Linked DNA regions of Gossypium hirsutum: regions 1 and 3 are each linked to region 2. The links are chromatin contacts, called in public Hi-C maps. All regions are on one chromosome and are shown on one strand. The core of a region is the stretch at or near the end of the contact, and the rest is flanking DNA. Distances in the headings are between cores, read along the strand shown. Region 1 has its middle 41 kb from the start of LOC121210703. Region 2 holds the start of LOC107891465 (5'-adenylylsulfate reductase-like 5). Region 3 holds the start of LOC107957120.

Evidence for each region. Hi-C and Micro-C count contacts between places; a contact is called where the count stands out from the background.
Region 1: a contact with region 2 is called in a Hi-C map of leaf, with 2.0 times the contacts expected there. The contact joins the enhancer-like site here to the promoter of LOC107891465 in region 2. A contact is called at or near these places in 4 of 34 Hi-C or Micro-C datasets (callus and leaf).
Region 3: a Hi-C map of hypocotyl shows a contact between it and region 2, with 4 times the contacts expected there. The contact joins the promoter of LOC107957120 here to the promoter of LOC107891465 in region 2. A contact is called at or near these places in 9 of 34 Hi-C or Micro-C datasets (callus, fibers, hypocotyl and 2 more).

The regions. Positions count from the first base shown.
Region 1 is chrA11:97,547,559-97,550,258 of Gossypium_hirsutum_v2.1, reverse strand. It overlaps the pseudogene LOC107891470. Among protein-coding and RNA genes, the nearest start is that of LOC121210703, 41 kb to the right of the region's middle. Within about 2 kb of position 1,423, at least 2 of the 9 cell types and tissues checked have an H3K27ac peak or open chromatin away from gene starts, as enhancers often do. A contact at or near this core is called in leaf, where this site is marked.
Region 2 is chrA11:97,739,475-97,742,174 of Gossypium_hirsutum_v2.1, reverse strand. It overlaps LOC107891465 (5'-adenylylsulfate reductase-like 5), which reads right to left and starts at 1,361. Exons shown (of 4, transcript XM_016816281.2): 1 at 753-1,361. The coding sequence starts at 911.
Region 3 is chrA11:97,909,446-97,912,145 of Gossypium_hirsutum_v2.1, reverse strand. It overlaps LOC107957120, which reads right to left and starts at 1,406. Exons shown (of 5, transcript XM_041081905.1): 1 at 1,294-1,406; 2 at 756-972; 3 at 1-189. The coding sequence starts at 970.

The DNA of each region.
Region 1 (2,700 bases), core at 174-2,673, 190 kb after region 2:
ATATTCTAATGGTCTATTTACTCAATTGGTTCTTCAATTAAATAAAAATTCATAGCGATTAACTTTTACCACTTTTACAATTTAGTCCTTGTACCTTAATTAGCTATTTGATTAACAAAATTAATGGACCAAACTTTAATGAAACTTTAATAATAATCTCATAAATATTAAATAATAATATTTAAGAACTCTCTTACCAAAAATGGAGTTCCGAAATCGTATTTTTCGACATCACTAACTTTCGAGTCGTTACACTAAAACTCCCCTCTTTCAACCCCAAACTTCACCATATCAAAGGCCAAACTTAAGTAACTTAAAACTCACATTCTAGTAGCCAAAAACGACTTCCAAAACACCTCCAAACTAGATTTCTATAAACCATATTCGAAAAGTAACTAAAAGCATGATAACTTTGTTCATAAAACATAATAAAAAAGAGGCAAAACAAGTCAAAACATTCAAGTTGTTAATCTAGCATAATAAACTTATATAAAACCATTCAATGACCAAACTAAAGTACGGAAAATCAAAGCACGCATTGATACATTCAAAGTATATATAGCATGTTGCTCAAGGCCAACCAAAGTAGATATGGTTAATACCCCATTACAAGTAATATGAAACAATCATGTATGCACCCCTAAATGACTTCTTCAGTACATGTCATTAGTTATTAATGACAAATACAAATGTTTCATACTCTTCAAATGAAAACAATGGTGTATGCTTGTGATCCTCAAGAAACACTGAGCCTTAGTTCGGAAGACCTATGCATAAAAACGACGACACGTTAAGCATAAAGCTTAGTGAGACAATAAGGATAAAACCTTATATACTTACCTTTAAACTAAGATTTACATCATATGCAAGATATATAATGCATTTAGAAGAAATGTGAATGACATTTACATGTCAATTCAGAAAAACAAAGAGCAGTTTAGTACCATGAGAACTCATACAAATATTCACATCAAACCATTTAAGTTTTATCAAACTAAAATCAAATTATTCATGAAAACCAGAGCTAGTTAACTTCAACCCTTAGTATGTCTAAAGAAAAAAAAGATATTATTATGATTTTCTGAAAGATAATTTAAAAACATTTTGATTTAATCTTGCAATGCTTAATAAAAAATTTTCAATTTTTTGTGGGACCATGACTGTTGTAATTAATTTTATGTGGATTTATAATTACAGGGATTAAACCTTAGATTTTATGTTAATCAATTTAAAATTTACACAAGTTTACCACTGTAATTCACATCGAATTTATTGGACTACCTTTATTATGGGCCCATGATCCCATATTCATTAGAAGATACTTCCTCCTTTTTGTTTCTTTTGAAAAGTAAAAGCCGAGCTTATCATTAATTCAATCCATAAACAAATACATCGATGCTCAGCTGTGTGTGTGAGAGAGAGAAATGACAGAAAATGAATATGTTCCACTGTTCGAAACAAGGCAAGTTAGACCAATACTGTTCAGGTGCATCGCAGCTTCAATCTTGCTTGGCATCTGCCTCATTGTTATGTATATAATTAGGTATTTCTCAATTGGAGGAAAAGCTGAGAGGTGGACTTGGATTGGCTTGTTTCTTTCTGAGCTATGGTTCTCATTTTATTGGCTTCTCACCACTGTTTGTAGATGGAACGCTGTCATCCGTATTCCATTCATACACAGGCTCTCTCAAAGGTACATACATATCTTATTTATGTTTTCATCCTGGTTTGTTTCATATTTCATAATTGACCATTTACGTTAAATTCATTACTTTCAATCTTGGAAAGGTTCGGAAAAGAACTACCGGGCATCGACATATTTGTGTGCACGGCGGATCCGTTGTTAGAGCCACCGAGCATGGTGGTGAACACAGTTCTATCTATGATGGCATATGATTATCCACCTGAAAAGTTAAGCGTATATTTATCAGATGATGGAGGATCGAATTTAACGTTTTATGCCATGTTAGAGGCTGCAAATTTCTCAAAGACATGGCTGCCTTTCTGCAAGAAGTTCAAAGTGGAACCCATGTCTCCTGAGGCTTACTTTAGGACAGCTTCTGAACCACTCAATGTCGAAGAATGGCCTTCAGTTAAGGTAATTTTAAATCAATCATGCAAGTTGTTCGAATGTTTGCTTCTAAGTGCAATTATTATTTTTCTTTTTGCTTTTTTGGTTAAGTGCAATTTTTTATGTGGGGTTAAAAAATCTTGATAAGATTTATATTGGGTGCATTTCTGCATTATCATTGATGATGACACACGTCTCTAAAAATAGACTAGTAAAAGCACCATACGTATCCTCAGCCTTAGCAGCTCGGTCCCATTTGGTTTTTTATCCACATTTTCGCTTAAATCAATGCTTGAAATATCTAGACCATTCGTTGGATGATTTCGACCTGTTTGATTTTTATCAAATTCTAAAACATTTTAATTGCGTCGATAAATTATTAATATTATATAAATAAGATTATTTTGTTACTGAAATCGCTAATTTAACCGTTAAATAAAATGTTAGATCTTCTGACATAAATTAAAATGAAAAACTAATACTTTTAAATCTTTTATAGAAATTATCATTTTTTCTCTCTCGCTCTCTCTCATTTAAATTTTATTTTATTTTTAGTTTTTAATTTTAAAAATTATGAGGCCACATTTTACTTTTTTTTATTTTTTTATTTTTAATTATGTCGCATAAGA
Region 2 (2,700 bases), core at 112-2,611:
TAGACATATAGATCCTTTTTCAGCCACAAACTAAGCAACTTAATCCTGCCACCATACACCTATAATTATGTCAATAAAGCTAACACTATTAACATTTCATAGATTCAATTAATGCTTTAGAAAACATATAACATATTTCACTAATTCGGCTTATGTTTCAGCTGATTTGCATAAGGCTTAAAACCTGAAATAGAAGATCCTAAGCTGCATCTCCAGTACTTTCCTTGTAGCTCATGTAGCCTTAAAAAATTATGTTATCTTTGCTTGGGAATACATAAAAATGCCATTCCAGTCCAAATGTTCCAGAAGAGAATAAATCTATTCAGAAGTCTTAAACAAGACTGACTGATATTAAATAATGAATGGCTAATAATTTTTGCAACTTTATTTCTATCTTCCTTATTTAATTTTTTTTTCAGAATTCAAATTAAAGTATAATGTAAGAATCCAATACCCCCATAATGCAATAAAACCTTTATTCTGATTCTTCACAATTTTACAGCCATGAAAATTCCATAAAAATACCCTAATCCTTCAGGCTAAAAACTCATAATTTCCTAGAATTTGCCTTCTTTTAACATGATTATGCAAAATCATAAATACCAAGAATCCAAAATCAAACAAAAAAATAATAATAAAACATTCCAATAAAAAATAAATTAAATCTCAAGAACCCATTTTCCTAAACCAATTAACAGATCAATCTCAATTATGAAATAAAATTTCCACCAAGATTAAGCTAAAACACGTACCTTGAGAGGGGGAATCGGAGAAAACGAAGGAGAACATTGAAAATGAAGATTTTTAATGAACACATCAGCTTCATCAGAGCAAACAGAAGAACTCCAAACGCAGCGTATTAAACATATAGATATGATATAGAAAAACAAATTAACAGAAGAAGAACCCATTTCTGGAAATAATTTATAAAACAAAAAAAGAAGAGAGAGAGAGAGAGTTCACAACAACAACAACAACCAGAAAAAAAGGGGGGCAAAACTGAAACCCAGAAAAGAATAAAAAATAAAGAAAGATATAGATTAAATTAGGGGGAACGGGAGGGGAAGCAGGTGGGTGTGGGCTATTTTCTTGGAAATGGGTAAAATCTAATATAATCACTGGCTTGGCTGCTAATTTGGTTCTTTTTCTTCGAAGGGTCTAAAAATTGCTCTGCTTTTGGGAAAGTATTGTAGGCTTCGGAATTTAAGATGTAAACAGTTGAATGTAAAGCTTATTTATATGAGTTGGTTGTCGTTGATGATGTTGGATTAAGAGCCGTGCCTCGGGTATGTGTCTGTGTGGGTGTAAAGGGCATTTGCTTAGCTAAAAAAAAAACAAAGAAGAAAGTACGAGTGATGGGCAAGGCAGGTCTAATTTTTGGGCTTGAAGCCCTTTTTATTTTACATACACACATATACTTCTTGGTATATTACTATATTTAAGCAACAATTTATTATATCAAGCTACTAAAACATCATGATCTATTAATATTTTTGGGTAATCCAATAATCTTACCATATATCAATTAAAATATATTATATTTATTTTAAATATTTTTATAAAATTTGTAACATTTCAGATTATTTACAAAGCAAATTTAAAATAATATAATTGTTAAATTTCTAAATGATTTACTGTTTGTATTATGTCAATATTTAATATAAAGTTAAATTAACTACAAATTAAGAAATATGATAACATATTATCTAAAAATTCATTGAGAATTGATTGGGTGTTAGTTTGATTGATATTGGCTTTGTAATTAATACAAGAAGATGTGGGTTCGAGTGACTGAAATACGCTATCTTCCTATTTATGAGTTAGAAAAAAAATAGGTAATTATATTAATTATTGTTCATAGTGATTGACAATAATATTGATAATAAAAGAATTGAAAATAATTATTCCAAAGTGAATCGATATAATATACTGGACATTTGAGAAAAGAAAGACATATTTGACTAAATTTGTAAATTTATTATGATGCATAGAAATTAAATTACTACATTGAAGTCATATTGTAGAGGAAATTTTAAACGCTTCAATGGGAAAATTATAATAGAGCTGATGATGATGAATGATTATGAGGGCTTTCTACCTGAAAAAATAAAATAAGAAATAATAATTCTGTCGGTCGATACAAATTATTTAAAATTTATGTAAATTTTTACAGGGTGGTATGTAGAGGTGTGCAAAATTCAGGTAAAACTGAAAAAATTCGGTTAACCGGTCGAATTCGGTTAATCGGTCGGTTAATCGAATTAATTCAGTTTGGGGTCGGTTAATAATTTTTTAAGCTTTCAGTTAACGGTTAATTCGGATCGAAACCTGTCAGTTAATCGATTTTTTTTCGGTTTAACCGAAAAATTTAATAAATAAAATTATAATATATAAATAGTCAACTATTTACTCAAACCCAATCTAATGTAAACCCAAATACTCAATCTAATATATATTAACCCAAGTATCCAACTCAACCCAATTATCCAACCTAATCATAAAAATTACAAATAATTCAATAAATAAAAATATAAATCTAAAACTAAAAATAAAAATAAAAAACATATAATTTTATACAAATAATTCGGTTAATTCGATTAATTCGGGTAATTCGGGTAATTCAGTTAACTCGATTAATTTTATACTTATTTTAACCAAAAATTAAAAAACATATAATTTTCGGTTAATTCGGTTAACTGA
Region 3 (2,700 bases), core at 157-2,656, 170 kb before region 2:
GACAATGTGATATACAGCTTTGGCCACGCTACCCCTTTGTTATCCTCTCCGTTATTGCTATCCACTGCAATCTTCCCGTTCTCATCCACCAATCCCACTGCTGACCCTCTTGTTGTGTAGTACCTGTCTTCCTTCTCTGGTGAAGCCGCTTTCCGGTGATCTGACCGCAGTATAGATGCTTCTGAATTCCTACAATCAAACACACAAAAAGAGTAAATTTCACCATTATACCAGTTTGCTTATTTCAATTATAAAAGTTTTATAGGGAAATTTCTTAACACCATGTTTGGTTGCTAAGAGACCAAAAATAGCAGTCAGAGAACTAAAATGGTATAAAGCAGACAAGTAGGAACTTCCCCTATCCGATCAACCAAACAGGGGACAACGAGGTCCACAACCTTATTGAGTCATTTTCCCGGAAAATCCTTAACACTGGTAGATGGCTTCTGAGAAAAAATAAATTAATATGCCTTTTCTCTTTTACCCGGAAAAGAACCCATAGCCATGCCCAGCTAATTTTGGGGAAGGGCGAAAAAAACAACATTCAATCTCTTTCCCCTCCCTCCCAACCTAAGAGCTTCTCAGAAATCAAAGAAAATGGGTAAAATTAAATTTAAAAATTCCCCAAAAAGACGAGAAAAAGCTTGAAAACAAAGAAAATCTCATATTTTTTCCAAACAAACAAAAGGAGCCAAGAAAAATAAAACATGACTTTTTTTTTTTTGAAAATTCCAAGAAAGAATTGATGTTCATACCTAGTCAGACGAGGATTGAATTGAGAAAAAGGAGAGGATTCTTTATCTAAAAGCCGAGAAGTGATTCTTCTACGAATTATAGTATTGGATTTATGAGAGATTTTTTGAGGGTCTTTAACTCTCACACATCTTAGCCTCTTTCTATTCCCCCACTGTAAAAACAACTCCGGCTCTATTGTTTTGCATGTTCTTTGGCTCCTCTCTTCTTTCTCCATCTCTGTCATTAAACCAATAAGAACAAATTAAAAAAAAGTTTCAATTTTCTTACATCCAATAAAATCAAAGCTGAAGAGCAATAAAGTTTTTTTTAAAATTAAAGAAAGACCCAAAATCCAATTGCGGTTGAAGAAAATAAGAATAATAAAAACTGATTTTTTGAAAAAGAAATTCCCCGGAAAACCAATTTGGGTGGTTTATGCCGTGAAAATCAAAGAGATGATGAAAATAAAGTCTGGGTGTTTTCTGTTTGTTAAGAGTAGGAGAAGAAATGTCATATGAAAGGGAAAAAATGAACTTCGAGAGAAATTGGTTGCCTGACCTTGAAAAGCTAAACAGATACGCTATAATCTTTCCTAAAAAAACCCAGAAAATCCCAACAAAAAAAGAAACCAATTACCAAGTATGAACAAAAAAGAAACAAGATAAAGCAAAAGAAGGAGATTTCTTACAGTGAAGAAATGGTATCATCCCAGAGAAGAACAAAAAATAGGTTTTGTTTTGTATTGTATTGTTCGCCCAAATTATTAGTGCAAATTCTCTGTTTCTGTTTCTCTTTAACCTTTCTCTGATTTCTTCTTTTTGCTCCTGTAATAGATTCTGGGAAAGGAGATGAAGCAAAAACAGGCGAGAAGAGAAGATATGGTGGTGGTGTTGTATATATGGATCATTGAGTGGGTTAGTTAACCAAACCAAGTAGGCGAGGTAATAAGTGGCATTAGTTCCATTTTAATGGAGCTTGGGCTAATTCTTCTTTTATAAATTTCTAGAAAGGCCTTCATTTCCCTTTTCAAGTATTTCAGTTGGGCTTACAAATATGGGCTCCATAATTCTCCCAAAACTTAATTAAGTTTTAGTTGAAAAATAGAAAAAAGCAATGCAACCATCAACTGAATAAATAAAATATTTAAAATCTTTCTCCTATCTTAAAGATTAAAATATTAAAGAATGTTTTTAATTTATCAAAATATTTTAAAATTTATATAAATACCTTTCTCTCATTTCTAAAATTTAAATTTGGAGCCTTTCAAGTGTAACAACCAACTAATTTATGATTTAACTAATTTATCATTTGTATTTTAATTATTTTAATTTCATTTTAATTTCATATATGCATTAAATTTTAATCTATTATTAAATTTCTAAATGAAATTTGCCGAAACATACATGTTGTTGAACTAGATTAATAAGTTGAATCATAAATGAAAAGTTCAACCAATGAGAATTGAAAAACCAGTAATAAAAAAAACTTTGATTATTTCACTAAATTTAGTTATCTTTTATTTTAAGTCTTTTGTAACTATAATTTTATTTATAAGAAATATTTAATTGGTGACAACAGTGCATCTAAGTTAGGGACAAATATTTTGACAGGAAATCATGGTAGAGCAACAAATTAATTAGAATTAAAATGATTTGAAAGTGATGATTCTCATCTTCTTAACTCAATATAGTATCCAAGTAATGAACTTAATCTTGACCAGCAACCCCAAATGATTAAAAGCTAGGTTTGACATTTCAAAATCTGAATATTAAGAAAATGTAAAATCCCCCAACTCATGAAATTCACAGTCCTCCAACTGCTCTCTCTTCATTTCCATTTTGCACACAATTTGTTTTTCATCCTCCAGCTTCTGTGTGAAATTGGAATTTGACTTTCAAACCATGGAGTTAGGCCTGAATTGCTTTGAGATTAGGAAAATGGGCATGATAAGTCAAGTAAAGGCGG